Regions from separate parts of the Mus musculus genome. Here region 2 is linked to region 1. Evidence: chromatin contacts called from public Micro-C data. All regions are on one chromosome and are shown on one strand. Each heading gives the region's core, a stretch centred on a gene start, on an enhancer-like site or on the middle of the called end of the contact. The rest is flanking DNA. Distances are from core to core; before and after follow the strand shown.

Evidence for each region. Hi-C and Micro-C count contacts between places; a contact is called where the count stands out from the background.
Region 2: a Micro-C map of granulosa cells shows a contact between it and region 1, with 2.5 times the contacts expected there. The contact joins two enhancer-like sites. A contact is called at or near these places in 6 of 484 Hi-C or Micro-C datasets (cortical neurons, embryonic fibroblasts, granulosa cells and 1 more) and 1 of 115 datasets of contacts at active chromatin or transcription factors (differentiating embryonic stem cells).

Annotation. Positions count from the first base shown.
Region 1 is chr1:79,189,370-79,193,687 of GRCm38.p6, reverse strand. The region is part of intron 1 of Gm29536 (predicted gene 29536); the gene reads left to right. Among named protein-coding and RNA genes, the nearest start is that of Gm29536, 33 kb to the left of the region's middle. Within about 2 kb of position 2,392, at least 10 of the 459 cell types and tissues checked have an H3K27ac peak or open chromatin away from gene starts, as enhancers often do. A contact at or near this core is called in granulosa cells, where this site is marked.
Region 2 is chr1:79,639,505-79,643,822 of GRCm38.p6, reverse strand. The region is part of intron 1 of Ap1s3 (adaptor-related protein complex AP-1, sigma 3); the gene reads left to right. Among named protein-coding and RNA genes, the nearest start is that of Ap1s3, 30 kb to the left of the region's middle. Within about 2 kb of position 2,167, at least 27 of the 459 cell types and tissues checked have an H3K27ac peak or open chromatin away from gene starts, as enhancers often do. A contact at or near this core is called in granulosa cells, where this site is marked.

The DNA of each region.
Region 1 (4,318 bases), core at 1,143-3,642:
CGGGAAGAAATGGAAGCATTGAATAAATGGTGCTAGAGAGATTGAGGATCCACACAGAACGGGGAAAGAATCCATATTTCACACAAAGGTCCCTTTAATAGTGATACACAGAGGCAATCCTCAGCTCTTCTCTGTCCCATTATTCTAAATAATTCTCAAAGACTGAAAACTACCAATGATTCTCTTTATTAGACCTCACAGGTGTCTGTCTTCTCTCTCTCACTTACGTGTTTGGCCTGGAAGATAATAGCACCCTCATCTTTGTGGAAATTTAAATCTATAACCATCTGTGATCCAGCTTTTGTCTATTTCTCCAGTCTTTCTATGCTCTGTGCTCCTCAGTGTGGAGAATTAGTTCCACTATCCCACTCCTTTAATGCCCACAAGTCCTCTTTCCCAGAACATCTCATCTTCAATGTTGTGTTTAGAAAATTCTCTCTCATACATAAGAGCAAACATTCATGGTCTGTCTTTTGTGGGTCCCTTCAAATTCCATGGTCATATATAGCTCAAACCAGAGGAATATCATCACTCTTTTGGCTAAGGCATATGGTTTTGTAATATTTACTTCCATTCAGCTGTTTCCAGGGATGATGGTTCTATTCTTTAGTTTCCCAAAAGAAATCCATCCATCCATGAAGGAGAACTGAAGTCACAGAGCCAACAGCTTTAAGGGTACCTCTGCCCCTGCATGTCTTGAGTATGTAATCCAGACTGATTCTGCTTTGCCTCGTTGCCATCTTTGCCCTGTCTTACATAGTTTCACATGTTCTTTGTAACTTCTTCAGTCAATGAATTTGAAACATCACACTTTTATTGCTTAATCCTTTTATGATGTTCTTAATGCTTATCATGTCTTCTTTTTAAAAACTATTTTATAACCTTCTAGTTTCTTCTAATTAGGCTTCTAATTTTATTTTTTTAATCCCAAACATTGAAAGTCCAGTACTTGTCTTAGGCCCCCTAATTTTTACTGTCTCTAATTTTAATTTTCTATCTTTTTGGCATTTAAGTTTTTACTTATTCTCAATAATTTAAAGTGTTGATCCTCCGTTACTTATTAATACTTAAAAGTACAATGACACTTCACTCTTGGATATTTTTCCATAAATATTTTTATTTTCCTTTATAACTTGAATACTTTGACACATTGTTATCATTTTAATTATATATATATATTAGTCCTACTTTAAATTTCAGTTTATCCTTTGGCAAATAAAATGTATTGACAGAGTAAAAATAGTCTAGTAAGCCTATCATGTTCCTAGTAAAAGCTAGGAGACACCTCCACTGTGACTAGACTTCCTCTCCCATCTGTAGATTTCCCATTTGGTTTGACATTTGTTCTATAACACACCTTTTTCTCTAGTGACTTTGAGCACTTAGCTATTTTGTAAAGTTGTCATTCTGTCAACCTGACATTTCCACAAAATATTAGGCAGTACTTTCCTAGATGTCATACATTAACTCATCTTTACATGAGATGGTACATTTTGAAACCTATGGTCTCAACATCTACCACTAGTAAATTTTAGGGAGGGCATGCTGTCTAACAGTAAGGGGAGACAAATAGCAGTTTGATTTTGTGCTACTAAGGATCTTTAGCCATGTCGCCATCCTGGCCCTGGATCTCACTAAGATCCCTGTTGATAAATTTCTTAATATAAGAATATTAAGTCTCTTGTCCATTTTTTGAGTTTTAGCCACCCTATAGTGACCAGAAATGCTGGTCAGAAGTTGTTAGCCAACAAAGTCTGGTTGTAGTTTGACACAGTGGGACTTGTGAAAGGATTGACTCCAGTTTGGAGCAGATTGCCACAGGCCAAAGAGAAGAAATAGCCTTCCTATTCCTTCCTATAACCTTCCTATAGCCTCTGGCTCTGGGTCTTTGTTACACTTGGAAATATCTTGTGACTTCAGAAGGTAGAAAGATATATCTCTATTCTTTGTGTTTCATCCAAAGGTGGGATTTAGCACACATAAAAGTCTAAGTAGATTTAGCCGTTTCTCTGGATTTAAGTTTTTCTATCACAAGTTGTAAAACTCCTACTACTAATTCTGCAGAGCTATAGTTCAAGAACTGTATTAAGGCAGAGAGCAATTGGTCTAGACACCAAATATAGTTTTAAAATACTTGAAATCTTTCACTTACATTTCATAGAAACTATACAGAAAAAGCAAAATATATGCTTATCCACAATCTTACTTTTCTAATGTACCTAACAGTAATGGATTAACTCTCTAATTTCTGCAGAAACTTCATTATTAACTTCGCTCCACTGATTCATTTCCCCTGACTCCTTGCCTCATCTCCTTAATACATAGAGAGACACAGCCTCCTTTTAAGGAAATGTTGACATTGAACCAACAATCATGATTACTTTTTGTCGGGATGAAGCGGAAGCAGTGGTTGGGAGAAGCTTCATACACTCAAATGTGAGTCATGTCTCCATAGCTACAGCTGTTTAATGTCCTTGTAATTGGGGAAACATTTGTTTGTTCAACCATTATGTTTATGGAATCTTTGTTCCCTCACTTGGTGTCATTTACTTCTTTAGTACAATATGTATTGTTGTTATTTCCCTTTTCAAATAAGGACATGGGGCTTAGAGGCAACAATTTACACAAGTTTATCAGTCAGAGGTAGCAGAGGAGATATTAAGTCCTTAGGAGTCTGACTCATAGCCAATATTCTTAACAACCTTTGTTGAACAGAATGTCAATTTAAATCCTTGACACTCTAGGAAGTTGGGTTCTGGTTCCTAAACTAAAACCTATACCTTCTAAATCTAATTTATTTGCTGTCTTCTTCAACATTTCTTATGGACATTTTGGTATTTTTGTAGGGATTCAAGAACAGTTCAATGACTTTAATTTTCCAAACTGGACTTAGCATCCATGTACACAAGACAATTACAGGTCTTCAAAAGACAAAGAAGCAGAGGGGGCTGCTCTTTCTTTAGTCTATAGTAAAAGCTGAGTGACACATCAGTGGTTGCCATAGAGACTCAGTTGAATGACATGTTTATAGTTGCCATGAAGACTCAGCACATATCTTCCTTGTGAAATAGTTTTTTGGTCTTATCCTAAAATAAACATGACATTATCTCCTTTCCCCCACTTTGACCTCCACTGCTTAATTTCTCAAAGATTAGGACATTTTGGGAGTTCTTAACAGCCTCCTTCCCCAATATCAACAGATCTTCTTGGCAATGATGAAACCAAATTACAATGCTACCAGTTCTTTTGTGATAGGCTACACAGGCAGACCCCTCTCAGGTTATTAGCTGCCAACATATTTAAAGTTAGCATCAAAGGGCAGGAGGTGAAAATTACAGGAAGCAGACTTGAAAGTTCTGGAGATTCTGTTCATTGAAGTGAGAACTTATAGTTCTGGGTATGACTAAGCTGAGAATAACATTGAGCTGCAACAATTTGTTATTTCCATCATTTCTGTTTTCTTACAAGAGAAACTGTAAAAATGATCAAACTTATAACAAGCACTGAGTAGGCATCATGTCTATGACTAAAGTTTGATCACAGCATCTCTGGAAAGGTATCATGTGTTAAAATCATCTCCAAAAAGCTGAATCACAGGGCCTGGCAGATGTTAAAAAAATAAAAAATTAACTTGAAGTAACTGTATTCTGTATACCTGCTTTCCTATGCATGGACCACTTATCTAGAGCAGAGTTGCTCAGAGGTGGTCCAATGCATGTCTACCTTCTTGTTTTCAAAACAGATTCTTGGCTGGTGATCTACTTTCTCCCATTCAGAATCTCCAGGAATAGAGCTTGGAAAATGTACATTTTTAACAAACTCCTTAAATGATTATTTTAAACACTAAAATTTGAGAAACTTTTAAAGGGAAGAGTAATAACAGTGTAATTGAAAATACCTCAGTGAGTATTATTGAATGTAATAAGAAAAAAAAAAAAAAACAGGACAGTGCTAGAGGAAATGTCTGCAAAGGAGACCTTGAAGGAATTATCTCATCTCTTAAAGATTCTGCTTAATGTCAGATAGGTACATCTTGACACTGAGAGAAAGTGATTACTTTTTGAAACCTTGAATCCCTGATCTTAGAGTGAGCAACTGTTGATGTTTATCTTGCTTTGCTTTTTGTTGCTATGGTGAACATCACAGTCAAAGTAATATGAGTAGCAAAGGGTTTATTTCAGTTTACAATTCCAGGTAATGATCCATCAAGGGAACTTGAGTCAGGAAACTAGGAACCTAGATCTGGAACTCTGGAGGAATCCTGCTTACTGGATTACTCTCTGGCTCATGTTTAACTAGCATTCTAATACAACCCAAA
Region 2 (4,318 bases), core at 918-3,417, 450 kb before region 1:
TCATGTGATTTTTCTTCTCCAAGTCCAAGCTCCTCTTCTTGTTTGTGTGAGAAGAAATAAGGGCAGTATTAGATCTAGCCAATTGTAGATGACCTCACACACTTTTTTCTGCTAGCAAAAAGTTGGTTGTTCAAGAGATTTTAGGTGGCGTGTCCCCGCCCGTCTCTTTGACTCTTCTGAGGTATGCAGTAATTGTGATGTGGGTGATCAGGACCAATGTCACTGTGTCTTCAGTTCTGTTTATCTCTATGATCTCTAAGAAGCCCTTTGAGGTCTCTGGTCCTCCCTTGCTTGCTTCCATAATCAACCTAGTAATCTCTGGTATCGGGTAGATTGAGGCTTGAGAGCTGTCTCCATCTTATAAAGATTGACTTTATCAAACATTGACATTAAAAATGGACAAGACTTGGTGCCAGTGCATGTATTTTTTGCTCATGCCTCAGGAATCAATGTAGAGCTGCTTAGAAAATGGGTTCTGGTTTTAAAGGCTGTCTTCAGAGTCTTAGAGTTATAGGCAGTTAATTGAAATAACATCAACATACTCAACTTTGATAGTTCCAGGTTTCTTTTTAATTGAGTTGAGTAATAACACCCACATCTTTCAATTTGAGTCATATTAATTAAATAAGATACTACATGTGAAATGCTTAACATAGTGTCTGGTATATACTCCAGACATGTCAGTCATTAAATACCATATGACCATAGAGACTATATGTAGGTCTCAAGACCAGAGACCTACATAAGACACGACTGTAATTATTTGCATATGTAAGAGGTGAAGAATAGTAATAGTTGAAGAGTAGTTAGCAAGAAACATTGGTCTAGTTCATTGAGCGCAAAGAGCCCTTGGCTCTGAGTACACAGATCTTTCTAACTTTATTGCTTATTGCTGAGCCATCTAGGTTATGGTCCTAAGTTCTCTGGCTCTTAACTTCTCTACTTTTCTAGCATATATTCCTTTCAGTTCCCTTTTTTGTCTTACTTCATTAGTTAGGCATTCTACCTAATGCAATCAATAGAGAAAAGTAGTGGTGATAGAGGCCATTCTTGCCATGGATCCATATCAAGAGCCACTGGCTAGTTTATGACCGTAGTATAATGTTAGCTGTTGGTTTTTCTGTACTGGGTCTTTATTAGATTAAAAACATAGCCTCCTATTCTTAATGTGCTGAGCATTCCTATGTGTGGGTGCTGGATTTTTGCAGTGAATTTACTGTGTCTGTTGATATGATAGTGTTTTTTTTTTTTTTAATTCTGTAGGGTATTCGTGTGATGGATGAATTGATTAAAAATTGTTAAGCCAAACTTGTGTCCTTGGACTAAATCTAGCTTATTCATGGGCTATAATCCCACTTGTAGTAGATTTGATTTGCTCATATTTTGTTGATTATCTTTATACTCATGTTCATGGAGAACTTCTAAAGTTTTAAGGTACAATGGTTTGTAGGTGTTTTAGTTTTGCCTGATAAATGTTCTTTTCATTTTATGAGTCTAGAAAATGGTTATTCCATTAAAAAATATGTCAGTCTGGTAGATAATAAATATTTGCTAAGTTGAATGAAGTCTGTTGATTTGTTGATTTTATTCCAGGAATGAGGTTGATTTGTTTTTATGATGTTGACTTATAACAAATTAGAAAATAATGATATATATATATATATATATATTAGTTTTTTGTTCTTGTTGTTTTGTTTTTGTTTGTTTGTTTGTTGGTTTTGTTTTTGGAGACAGGGTTTCTCTTCGTAGCCTTGGCTGTCCTGGAACTAACTTACTCTGTAGGACCAGGCTGGCCTCGAATTCTGAAATCTGCCTACCTGTGACTCCCAAGTGCTAGGATTAAAGGCGTGTGCCACCACTGCCCGGTTTAATTTTTTTTTTTTTTTTTATCGAGACAGTTTTTCTGTTTAACCCTCTGTCTGTCTTAGAATTTGCTCTGTAGACCAGGCTGTAGAACTTGAGATCCACTTAGCTCTGCTTCCTGAGTTCTACTGGATCTACCAGTGCTCAGCGATAATTTTTAAAACAGAAAAAAAGAAAGTTGTAGAATTCAAAGTGAGAGGCAGAGTTTGATTAGTCTGCTGGCCTGCTATAGCCAAGAAGCGTGAGCCAGATGACATCAGCAACAGACGTACCGACTCACACGCTGCAAGAAGATAAGGAATGGGCAGTCAGGGCTGGCTCCTTCTGGGAACTCAGATGAACCATGCTGTGCTCTTGGCCCAGGCCTTTATGGTTTGCCAGCAGCCTTCAGTATTGCCACAATCTCTGCCTTTATCTTCACATGACAGTGTGCAAGTAGCTGGGCCCAAAATGGTCGAATTTATGAGTCCACCAGTCTGGTGATACTAGGTGGTGGTAGTCCACACTCTTATCAGTTTGGCTTCATTTTAACTGACTTTTCCTAGCAGCAAATCTGTCTCTATAGAAGATAAAATTCTGAGGTTCTTCAGTTTAGAACGTCAACATGTGAATGCTTGGCTGACATAATTCCATCCACTCAGGTTTCTTGTCCTGTCTCTTGGTATGACGACTCCCTTCCTTCCTTCCTCCCTTCCTTCCTTCCTCCCTCCCTCCCTCCCTCCCTCCCTCCCTCCCTCCCTCCCTCCCTCCCTCCCTCCCCCCCCCTTTCTTGTTTTCTTTCCTTGGTGGCTGATGGTTCTTACTTTATTAACACTGTATAGCTCTACTGTAATAAAAAGATTTTTAAAAATTTATTTATTTTATGCATATGGGTAACTGTAAGTGTCTTCAGAAACACCAGAAAGGGCCATCAAATTCTATTACAAATGGTTGTGAGCCACCATGTGGTTGCTGGGAACTGAACTCAAGGCCTCTGGAAGAGCAGTCAGTGGCTCTTAACCACTGATCCATCTCTCCAGCCCCAGTAAAAAGAATTGTTATTGTTGTTTTTGAGACAGGGTCTTATAGAGCTGACCTTGAATTCCTGCTTCCACATCTGAAGTATTAGGATCATAGGTGTCTGCACTGTGCTTGGCTGTCTGTCTGTCTGTCTCTCTGTCTATCTATCTAACACCTATCTTCTCTATCTTGTGTGTGTGTGTGTGTGTGTGTGTTTGTGTGTGTGTGTGTGTGTGTGTGATTTTGAAGCTACTCAATGGAGAAAAAGCCTACCTATCCTAACTTTCTTTTTTTTCATTGTTCCTCCCTTTCAATAAATGTTATTGTGCCATATAGGTGGATGATTAACACTCTTATGATAAATTTTTTTTTGTGAAGAGAACTTTAAAGTTTTACACAAATGACCATAAGGCTATTCTTGGTGGCCACCCTTTTGATTTGCCTATTACTCATAGCTGACACACACCCAACACATATGAATGACCTCTGTGTCATCCCCCCTCCCGCCCACCATGCCTCTTTTTTCTATTTTCAGTCTTTTGTCCTCCTTAAGCTTAATTTGCCTCCTTTACTGACCATTTCTCATGTTCTCAGCATCCAGCTCTGCCACCAGATGGTGTGCAAGGACTGCGAAAGCTCGACACACGCCAGCCAGTGTGATTGCCTTTCTACATCTTCAAGACAAAGGCTGGCGAGAAGAGGCAAAAAATGAGATTCCGAGATTCAGTATATTCGTGTACTTTTTTCTTCTTTTTATATTGAAACAGAACCTTGGTTTACAATCTTGAGGAAATAAACTACAAGGTTTGTTGAATAAATATTAACTGGAGAACTGGGTCCCAGAATTGACTCAACAATAATATTAAGTTGAGAGGTAGAAGCAAGATTCTTGAGCCCGGAGAAGCACATCTTCAAATAAGCAACTTTAAAATCCCAAAAGCAAAATCTTTGGATCCGAATGAAGCTATATTTCAGTGAGAACCTTCAGCCAGCACTTACAAAATATTTGTATGTATGTGTATGTGTGAGTGTTCATGTGCTCTGTATGCCTGTGGAGATCAGAGGACAACCTCTGGTATCAGGTTTCATTTCCCACTGTGTTTGACACACGGTCTCTTGTGTGCCACTCTGGAGGTCAGGCTAGTTGATTGGTAAACTTCTGGGGCATTCTCCTGAATTAGCCTCTAAGGCTTATATTAGGGGGCACTACTGCATCCAACATTACGTGGGCTACGGGGGTTTGAACTCAGGTCCTCATGTTGGAACAGCAGGTTCTTTAACGTCTGAGCTATCTCATCAGCCCTCTGCCATCATTTTTATTCAGTATCTTAAAGTGAGACCCACAGGCAAAGACAGCTCAGAGATCATGTTCCCACAAAGTGAGTTTTATTTAGCACAATCAGTGTCTTTTTGTTTTGATTACAGTTAGTTACGAACATTAAAACGGTTCTCTAAT